Regions from separate parts of the Mus musculus genome. Here region 1 is linked to region 2. A link is a contact called in public ChIA-PET data. All regions are on one chromosome and are shown on one strand. The core of a region is the stretch at or near the end of the contact, and the rest is flanking DNA. Distances in the headings are between cores, read along the strand shown. Region 1 overlaps Sos1 (SOS Ras/Rac guanine nucleotide exchange factor 1). Region 2 overlaps Arhgef33 (Rho guanine nucleotide exchange factor (GEF) 33).

Region 1 (5,080 bases), core at 184-2,683, 68 kb after region 2:
ATTAAGACAGCAAGTCCTCTCAAGGGCAAGGCTATGCTTGCTTTTTTTTTTAATGCTTCATAAATCACTTCCACTTTGCATATGGCCAAACTTCAGCACCGTCAGCTCAGTCCCTCACATTTCTGTTTAAGGAAAACGCCAATCAGAGGAGAAGATACAGACATCTTCAGAACCAATTAAAGATATCATGCCACTCTCACTGATACTAAAACACTTCTCCAATGAAAAGAGTAATGGGTTACTCTGTTTCCTTCTGGCGCATTCCATAATCTTTCTAGATAGCACTGTAAGCTGAAAGGGGAGGTGGGGGCTTTAGTGACCGTGATATTTGGCTTAATGACGAGTTAGGGATGAAGTCAAGGTGAGACAGTTGCTCTACCTCTGGTCTCCAGCCCTCTGACCACTGGTGTCTGCAGGAAATGATCCGGGTGATAGGAGAATGAAGCCACTTTACCAGAGATGCAGACTTTCCTGCTAGGAGGTCCCAGGAGTGACTTGCAGCCTTGAAGAGTCTACATACAAGCCCACGCAAGGAGCATGTTATTTCTCGGAGTTCAGAATTGGACCATCTGAGAAAGGGATGTGTGGGTTACAATGCTAAGGTTCTTTTGCTGGGCTATTTCATTTTGTAAGAGTTTAAGCTCATCTGAGATTGAAGCTAGATTGTTTATGAAACTCCTGAAGTGGAATTCTGTGGTAGCTGATGGCTAACTGCTTTTCCACCTCGTCTTTCTTATGTCATCTCAGCGATGACACTGTGATTCCCGGATTCCCAGAACTGCCTCAGTCCTGTTAGAGTGGGGTGACTTTGGGCTTGGTCCACAGAGCTGCATTTACATTTAGCTATTCTGAGATTTTGAATTCCTAAATTTGTCACCTATGTAATAAGCGCTTTGCATTGAAATTTTATTAAAGTACATTCATACACATGGCAAGTATTCCTTATTAACTGGCAAACTGATTTTATATTCAAGAAAAAAAATCAATTGCAAGCCCTGACAAATGAATGACTAAATGTCTTAGATAACAGTCTTAGGACAATAAAATTATCTAGTGTTTATACTAACTTTTTCACAAAACATTGCCATTAGTAAGTTTCTACAAGAGCCCAAAACAGCAATGCTTCCAGTAAAGTTGGGATTCCTTGTCACACAGTGATTTAGAAACAGAAGTGGCTTTAGGACTTGTGGCTGCTAAGCATTCTGGGATTTGTGGTTTCCTTTGATGTCAGATTTACTTTTTTAAATGTTCAAACTTATATCTAAGCCTTTCCCACAGTATCTTCCCCACCTCAGTTAGTGGTAATCTTCATTCGTGTTGCTCTGGCCTCAAGCCTTGAAGTTGGCTTTGACAGCTCTGGGTTTGTGTCTGTCAGGATGTTCGGGCTGTGGTGAAGTGGGCGTGGTCTGATACGGTCCCGACTCAGTCTTTGCCCTGGCTTCCGCTCCGCTGCCCTCGTCCGCCCCCTCGTGCTCTTACTTTAGTCCTTCCCCACACACAGTGAGTGTAAAGTGGATCTTGCCAATGCTTCAGCCCCAACCCAAGTCAGCGCCTCTCACCCTTGCGCCTGCTGCAAGCCTTTAATATCATGTGCTGACTCCCAGCCAATCATTTTCGTTGCTACTTCCTAACTGTAGTTTTGCTACTGTATGAATTGTAATGTAAATATCTGTGCTTTCCAGTAGTCTTAGGTGACCCTGTGAAAGGCCATTCAAGTCCTCCCTGGAGCGGTGATGCCCAGGTTGGGGACGGGCTCTAAGAATGATGACAATGGCGTTTAAAGCTTTAAGTGATCTTCAGTGCTTAACTCCCAGTGGCACCTCTTTATAGTCTATCCATATCCATTTCTCACCTACACTAGCAGCCTCGGTGCTCTCAGATATACCAAGGATGCCCCTGCCTCTGAACTATTGAACTGGCTCTTGCCTGAGCCACTTAGATGTCTCATTATTTCACCTCTTGGAAGGTTTGTGTACCTCTATGAGGCTAACTAATCACTACAGTTAAATTCCACACTTCTACTCACCAGTCCTCTTTTCTCTTCATAACAGTTACATTTGTTTTGTTTGTTTTCTCAAGACAGAATTTCTCTGTGTAGCTCTGGCTGTCCTCCATAGACCAGGCTGGCCTTGAACTCAGAGATCTGCCTGCCTCTGCCTTTCAAGTGCTGGGATCAAAGGCTTGCGCCACCACTGCCCTGTAGTTACATTTTTAATGTACAATATTCTACTTATAAAATATTGTCTACATATTTATACTAGCTCGTAAATCCCATGAAATGGATTTTTCTTCATTCCTATGTTCTAACATCAGTTCTGTAAGACCAATATTTATTTGTGGCTGAATAGTCAAATGGGCTCTTATCAAATGCTTATAATTTAAGGTCACTCAAAACCAATCTGCATAGTGATAAACAGCACAGAAAGCCATACTGAATCAAATCATAGGATGTCAGGACAGACAGCCAACCTCTTTAGAGTTTTCTAAAGCAGACTCATCCTTTATACTTTTATTTGCCATTTAAAAAAAAAGTGTCAAGTGCTTTGTGGAAGACATTGTGTTGCGCATGTCAGTCATTCACCCAGGGAGTACTAGAAGCAGAATAGACAGGTCTGCTCCACACTTGCTTACTCTGCCACTGGGAATCTTACATTTCTTAATCACTTATCAAGGCAATGAAACCAGCTATTAAAGGTCCCAAAAGGTTAGTGTGGCCATAAATTGCTTTTCAGGATTTGTAGTCTATCAAAGGTGCAGAAATTCAGGCTCAAATGTGGAGAAGGCCTCTTTAGTTCTGTTTTAGAACGGAAGCGACGTAAGGCTCTCTCTCCTCTTCGATGACCTAGCACTTACTTTTGATTATAAAGCAGAAAGGCGAATCTCACCAACATCAGTGTTAATCTTACTTACAGTTAGTAAACCCGATCGAAGGCCTAGAATCCATTCGATAATACATGCCAGGAGTCAGCACTGCAGGCATCCATGCGGGCCCTCCCTCCTCCGAGCACCAGGGGCCCTGAGCCTCTGTCCCAGTCAGGGCCTTATACACCCCTTTGCCTAGGCCTCACTTACCTTGCTTCTTTATTTGCTTTACTCTCTCTGGTACAGGGGATGAGACCCGGGCTTCACTGTCAGCAAGCACTCTTATCACTGAGCAGCACCCACCCCCATTTGCCTTTTTATTTTGAGACAGGTTCTAGGATGGCCTTGAACTCACAGTTGCCCAGGTATGCCTTGAATAATATCCTGACACAGTCTCCCCAGTAGCTGGGCTCTCAGACCTGTACCACAAGGCCTGGCTTGCCTTTACTTTGAAATAAATGGACTGAATCTAATAATCATTTAATATATTTATTTTATGATACATTTTGAGTGACTGTATTTACAAAATTCTTTAGATACAACCTTAAGCTCTTTCATGTCAAACGACCCCAGCTGGGTGCACCGCCTAAGCTCATTGTTTTGGAAATGTGACTGCCTCTGAAACGTCATCCTGTGTATACCCAAAGATCAACCTACCTGGTCAAATATAAGCTAAACTAGAATCACTAACAACTTCCAAGTACTGCCCTCGAAAATAATGCTTGCAAAATAACACACTTATAGGCTATATAAGGTATTTTTCTTTATTATTTTTCAATTTATCTTAGTAATGCCAGAAAAATAACAGCCATTATTTTCACTTTAACACAAACCAAATATTGCTGCACACAGAATACAAAGATCACCAACAAACATGGTTAGGTACAAAGGTCATTATTAGATGTACAGACCACACTTTGTTCTTTACATCAAAGTAAGACTGACAGCATTTTTTAACAATTATTTCAGCAAATAACCGTGCTCCTAAACAAAGGCAAATACGCATATATACACAGACATATCTCAACTAAAATTACACATGTCACTTTGACAAACAAATTCTCTGGTGATTTCACCAGATATTTGTACCCCCAAGTCCCTTGCCCTAATCACGTCCCCAAATGCTGACTTGATTTGAAGAAAAAAAAAATTAGAGATGTTTTTAATTAAAGGCACATTTGGCAGCTACTGAAGGCGGCATGCATCTGCACAGGTGCACTCTAAGCCACACACATACAACTTGCATCTTTTGTGTATCTTGGTTCTTTGAATGTAGTCCAGTATGACCCACCTTTAGCTAACTTGCTTTGTAACTTTTCAGCAACTGGCTACTTAATGCACTATGTTTATTAAAGGCAAAGGGAAATTTGCTCACAGTTGACAGAAAATGCACTTTATGGTGTCAAAAATGGAAAATAAGGCATGAAACATATAAAAGAACTTACAAGTGTTTTTGTTGTTTAGATTTATCATGTAGAATTCATGCTTTTTTTTTTCTAACTAGAACTCAGAATATTTCATTGGCTTATGTATAAGGGACTATGAAATTATTTTAAAAGTTAATAGTGTTTCAAATGAAAAAAAAAACCATTGAATAAAGTCATTGCTTTCCTTCGCATTTTACTGCACAGTTCTCCTTCAGCCAAACTGAAAGTAACCTTGTGAGGTGTATTTACTGGTAAAGATTAACACGGAATACACAGAACCTGCACCTGTACAAGAGGCATACAGCAGAGATGGGAAGAGCATGCAAAACCACCCAGCAGCAGACAACCAGGAATAAATGGTTGCCTTGGTTTGAAAAGGCAGAGAGGATAGGAAGGGTTTTCTTCTGTATGTACTCTAACTGGGACAACATCCCCATTTATTTTCCAGAACTATCAAATATCCCTAATTTAAGCCATTAAGACAGTGAAATAATGTGAGCAAAACTTAAATTATCATTATGATAAATACCACTTTTGGTTTGCATTAAGGAAGAATTTGAAATCGTAGCATTGCCTTCAGCCTTAGTAGTCCTTTAGTAGACTGTTCTGCTGGTTGTGTTTATTTGGTATTCTTGGTTCAACTCAGATCCACTAAAACATCGAGTTAGAGAATAGTGGCATACTAAACTCACAATTTGATGCCCAACAGCTTTATTTAAGCAAAAAAAAAAAAATAAAATAAATTAGGCAGATTTTCAATATTTGTCATTTGTAGTCTTCAAACACATTTG
Region 2 (4,604 bases), core at 724-3,223:
GGCCCCCTTTGCCTTTGGTCATTACAGTCATTACTTATTTGTATGGGGCAAGGAGTACAGAAGACACATACGTGGGGGTCAGAGGACAACTTGATAGAGTTTGTCTGTTCTTGTTCTGGACTCTTGATAGAAGGGCTGTCCTCTTCTCTTTGTTCCGAAAACAGCCAACTAACTGTAAGATAGGTATGCATTTGACTATAGTCTGGTGTGGAGTGCATGCCTGTATTCTTAGTACTCAGGAGGCTTAGCCAGGAGTATTCCTTATAGGTCAAGTTTACCATTGTGACTTGTACCAATGTGTCAAGTCTTACCCATTCTCTAAAAAAGAATAGGTTGGATTCAGTTGGTCTTAGTCTGGGGCAGGGGAAATCATACATGAAATAAGATGAAAATATAAAATAATAAAAGTAATGAAGAAAATACACACTGGTCATTGATTAAGAAAATGTAAGCTTGGTGAGGCGTGGATAATCTCAGCACTCAGGAGGTGGAGGCAGGAAGAGCAGAAGTTCCATGGCTATGTAACAAGTTGGAGCTTAGCCAAGGTTAGCTGAGCCTGTCTAAGATAAGGACTGTTTTATATTTAAGTCTGTGCCACTGGGTTCTAAGAATGATGAGTTAGTAAGGAGAGGTGACAGTTAACCACGAGGCAGGGTTAGGGTAGAGCTGGTAGCGGGCTTGTCAAGCGTGCACTTAACCCCGGCACTGCATAAAAAGAAAGGTGGAGGTGTACTCCTATAATCCCAGCACTTAGGAAGCAGAGGCAGGGGGATCACCGGTTCAGCCCAGTGCCATCCTCCACCGCACAGAAAGCTTGGGCTACTAGAGATCCGGCTTCACAAAACAAACAAAAATCTGCACCATCCACTTCCTGGAGGCCATGGGGGATAGCTGCCCTTTGGGGGTGAGCAGGACTTGAGTTGCCTGAGGCTGGGGGTTCAGGCAGGGACCTGTAAGGACTGAGGTCTTTAGGTGAGCTGCACATGACTTGTAGATGAGGACTCTGAGGGATGAGGTAACAGTATTAGTGGCCACAGGGTATCACTGGCCCTCAGGGTACACTGACTATGACCCATGTGTTTCTGAAGTTAGAGATTTTCCAAACTTTGTCTCTGATTCCCAGCTTCTGGAGTCTGCTCACTTGGGCAATGGTGGGAAGGTACAATCACTCTGAAGACTGCATTTTACTGTTTTCCTAGCAGCCCCCAAAGTGCCAAAGGCAGATCCAAATTGGATGCCGTTTTATCGGAATGATGAAAAACCTTCTCCCAGGAGAGGCAGCAATAACCTGCTTTCCCCTCTCACCTAGAATAGGCCCTGGTGGCTGATGAGCTATTTTACAAAGTGCATGGACTCAGCCACCTCATTTGGGACTTGCGAGACCTGAAATTTCTCTGCTTCAGCAGATGGGGTAATTCCCCAGGACGACTGACTGACTACTTAGTTTCCCCCAATTGATCTCCACCCCTGTCTCTGCAAACAGGCTTTTCCTGGCTGGAGGAAACTTTCTCTGGAGGCCAGGACTGTCCCTCTGAATATCTCTAAGGGTCTTTAGTTGTTCTTCTTCACTTGCAGGTGGCCTTACCAGGTGCGATGTCACTTTGTTTTTTATTTAAATTGATGGTTTGTTTGTTTGTAACAGAGTCCCACTATGTAGCCCTGGCTGGTCTGGAACGTACTATATAGATCAGGTTGGCCTTGAACTCACAGAGATCTCCCATGGGCTGGAAGGAAAGGCATGAGCTTTCCCTCTCACTGAGAGCCCCTGAGAGGCTTCTCCTTAGCTGAGTCCAGCTGGGCAACATGTTTGAGAGACAGAGACAGAAAAAAATCTAGTCAGGGTAGAAAGAGCCACAGAACCTTCCTGCCAGAACCACAGCTCAGGAAATACCCAGGCTATCAAAAGCCACTCTGACACACTCAGGTATACCAAGCAACAACAAGAGACAGAGGGGCCCCCGGAAGAAGGGCCTGAGTTTTGATGAGTTGTGTTATCTCACACGAGGCTTAAACATGTACTCATTCACCTCAGAGCAGGCACTGGCCGTGAGAGAGCAGGCCGTCACGCTTCTCTTCCTGCCAGGTCTTGACACATCAACTCAGCCAAATTACCCAATCCCAAGTAAGCAAGATAATAACGTGGCAATGGAGTAGCTCGGAGGACCAATGGCCGTTCACATTCTGATATAAGGAAGATCTGTGCTCCTGAGCTAAGGAATGGTCCGCTCTGAGTGCTTTCTCTAGATTCCCGCTGGCTCTGGACACACCAGGGCTGTGGTGGGGAACCAGAGTTGGTTTGGAAAGTGAGAGTTGTCTAGGAGTCCTGCTGACTCTTGGTTCTTCAAGCCCGTTGCTGGGTGCAGGCTTTCTCTTAGGGGAACTTTGCGCTGCTGATAGAATAAAATAGTTTTGTTTTCCTCGCCAGTCTATCCACTAAGTTTTGGTATTGGGAAACAAACCCAGGACCCGCACTTGACCCCTGAATGACTCTTCTAATCATTATTTTGAATGGCATCTGTAGTAAATACCATGTTTCTCATAGTCTGCTGGGTGAAAATTCACATTGCTTTCTCAGATTTTTTTTTTTTTGAGAGCACCTGAGGCCCTTTGGGGAGTGTGGTTGGAGCGGGGAGGAGGTTGAGTGCTCTCACCTGAGGAGCCCGATGTGTAGTCAAAGCTAGCTATATATTTGGTGATTCAGTTTTGACATAGGCGTAAAAAACACATTATCTTTGAGATGCCTTCATTTATGCATTTAGAAAATTCCCATGTATGAGTGCTTTGCCTGCATGCATGTCTATGTAACTCACTCTGCGCCTGACGCCCACAGAAGCCAGGAAAGGAGTCAGATTACCTGGGCCTCGAGTTACATGTGACTTGAGCTACCACGTGGGTGCTGGGAATTGAACCTGGGTCCTCTGAAAGCAGCCAGCCAGTGCTAACCCATCTCTTCAGCCCTCATGACAGCGTTGTTTAAACCCCGTGTACTTACACACTGTGAGATTTGTTTTCTCTCATTAGGTGACTTCCAGGGGTCACATTATACTTCTTGCTTCCTTTTATTATGTTGATTACAGAGTTATATGAACAGACTTATAAAGATATTCTAGAGCAAATTATATTTGTCACAGTACTATCCGTTGTTTATGGTATTTTATTTAAGATACGTGAGAATTCATCATCTTAGAGTAGATTTAATATCAGAATCCTAAAACGACCTCAGTGGTTTACATATTACATCTTACTTGCAGGAGATTATATACAAGTCATTGCTATCTCTAAGACTTTCCTAGGATATTATTTGGACTTTATTTGAAAGGATCGATAACGGACCGTCCTTTTCTCCCCCCCCCCATACTCCCCTCCTTTCCTCTCACTTCCCTTCCCCTCCCCTCCTCTTCTCAGAGTGTTGTGATGTTGCCTGAGCTGACCTTGAACTCAAAAAGCCTTCTGCTTCAGCCTCCAGAGGGTTGAGATTGCAGGCGTGTGACCCCGAACCTGGCTTACCCTCCTTTTGGTCCTTCCCACAGATATTTGTTCTGCTTAATTTCTTTTCAGCTTTTAAAGGAACCAATTCTCCAATGTCTAGAATGCAGCCCATCTCGCCACCTAACTTTTACTTAGTGTCAGGTGTGCTGGTGTGACAGGCTGAGTGAGAAGAATTCCAAGTTTATGGCTAATCGGGGCTACTTAATGGGGCTCTGTCTGAGGATACACAAACAAGTGAAGTTATCTGTCAGAAAGTACACACTGCATTTCATCAGCCCAGTTCGGTGTTCTTTGAGTTGTCAGCCACAGTCCCCTCCTTGTGTGTGTGTGTGTGTGTGTGTGTGTGTGTGTGTGTGTGTGTGGTGGTAGTGGCGGGGGAGCATGCATCTACGGTACACTATGTGAAGGTCAGAGGACAAATTGCTGGAATTAGGTCATCAGGCATCATTACCAGCTGCCTCAGTGCCCCAACCGCTCTTCCTCCTCTCCTTTTCCCTCAGTCTTTCCCTCATCACTCAGTCAGGCTCCCTCGCTTTTTAAAATCATCTACTCAATCTGTTTTACTCAAAGACCTAAAAGTAGTTGGGAGGCTGAGGCAAGAGGGCTGCTCTGAGTTTGATGCCATCGTGGGCCCCAAGTCGAATTCCAGGCCAGCCAGATCTTCATGGCAAGATCTTTTCTCTCTCAAAACAAAACAACCATAAACCAGAAATCAAGTAGTACAGAGTCCACAAAGGAATCAATGCTTTATCTCTTTTTATTTACTTATTTATTTTGCTGTGCTTTTTTTTTTTTAAGGGTAGTTGCTGTGGCATGAAGCAATTAAACCCAGAAAACTAGAAAACTAACCGCCATGTGAGGTGGTACGGCTTGTGTAGGGAGGGCACGCTCTGAGGTGAGGCTCAGTCTGTGGGAAATGACTGGGGGTAAACACTGTGCCCACTGATGACCAAGTACAATGTTTCTGACTTTGCGTTAAAAATGATGACACACAAGCCAGTGTTACTCATCATCAAGTGACGTTGATTTTAGCTGACATAGGGACAAATGAACACCAATGCATGCTTCGCACAATGTCTTCAGTAGTTGTTGGACATCACAGAGGTTATATAGAC

What was found. ChIA-PET counts read pairs in DNA pulled down with a chosen protein or histone mark.
Region 1: a contact with region 2 is called in an RNA polymerase II ChIA-PET map of memory CD8 T cells, with 115 read pairs. The contact joins two enhancer-like sites. A contact is called at or near these places in 1 of 15 datasets of contacts at CTCF or cohesin (pro-B cells), 4 of 484 Hi-C or Micro-C datasets (B cells, CD8 T cells, the G1E-ER4 cell line and 1 more), 3 of 115 datasets of contacts at active chromatin or transcription factors (effector CD8 T cells, embryonic stem cells and memory CD8 T cells) and 2 of 9 other capture datasets (adipose tissue and embryonic stem cells).

What each region holds. Positions count from the first base shown.
Region 1 is chr17:80,390,413-80,395,492 of GRCm38.p6, forward strand. Sos1 (SOS Ras/Rac guanine nucleotide exchange factor 1) reads right to left here. Exons shown (of 22, transcript NM_009231.2): 22 at 3,340-5,080. It also overlaps a transcript of Arhgef33 not described here. Among named protein-coding and RNA genes, the nearest start is that of Gm10190, 19 kb to the left of the region's middle. Within about 2 kb of position 1,434, at least 67 of the 459 cell types and tissues checked have an H3K27ac peak or open chromatin away from gene starts, as enhancers often do. A contact at or near this core is called in CD8 T cells and memory CD8 T cells, where this site is marked.
Region 2 is chr17:80,321,843-80,326,446 of GRCm38.p6, forward strand. The region is part of intron 1 of Arhgef33 (Rho guanine nucleotide exchange factor (GEF) 33); the gene reads left to right. Among named protein-coding and RNA genes, the nearest start is that of Arhgef33, 17 kb to the left of the region's middle. Within about 2 kb of position 1,974, at least 39 of the 459 cell types and tissues checked have an H3K27ac peak or open chromatin away from gene starts, as enhancers often do. A contact at or near this core is called in CD8 T cells and memory CD8 T cells, where this site is marked.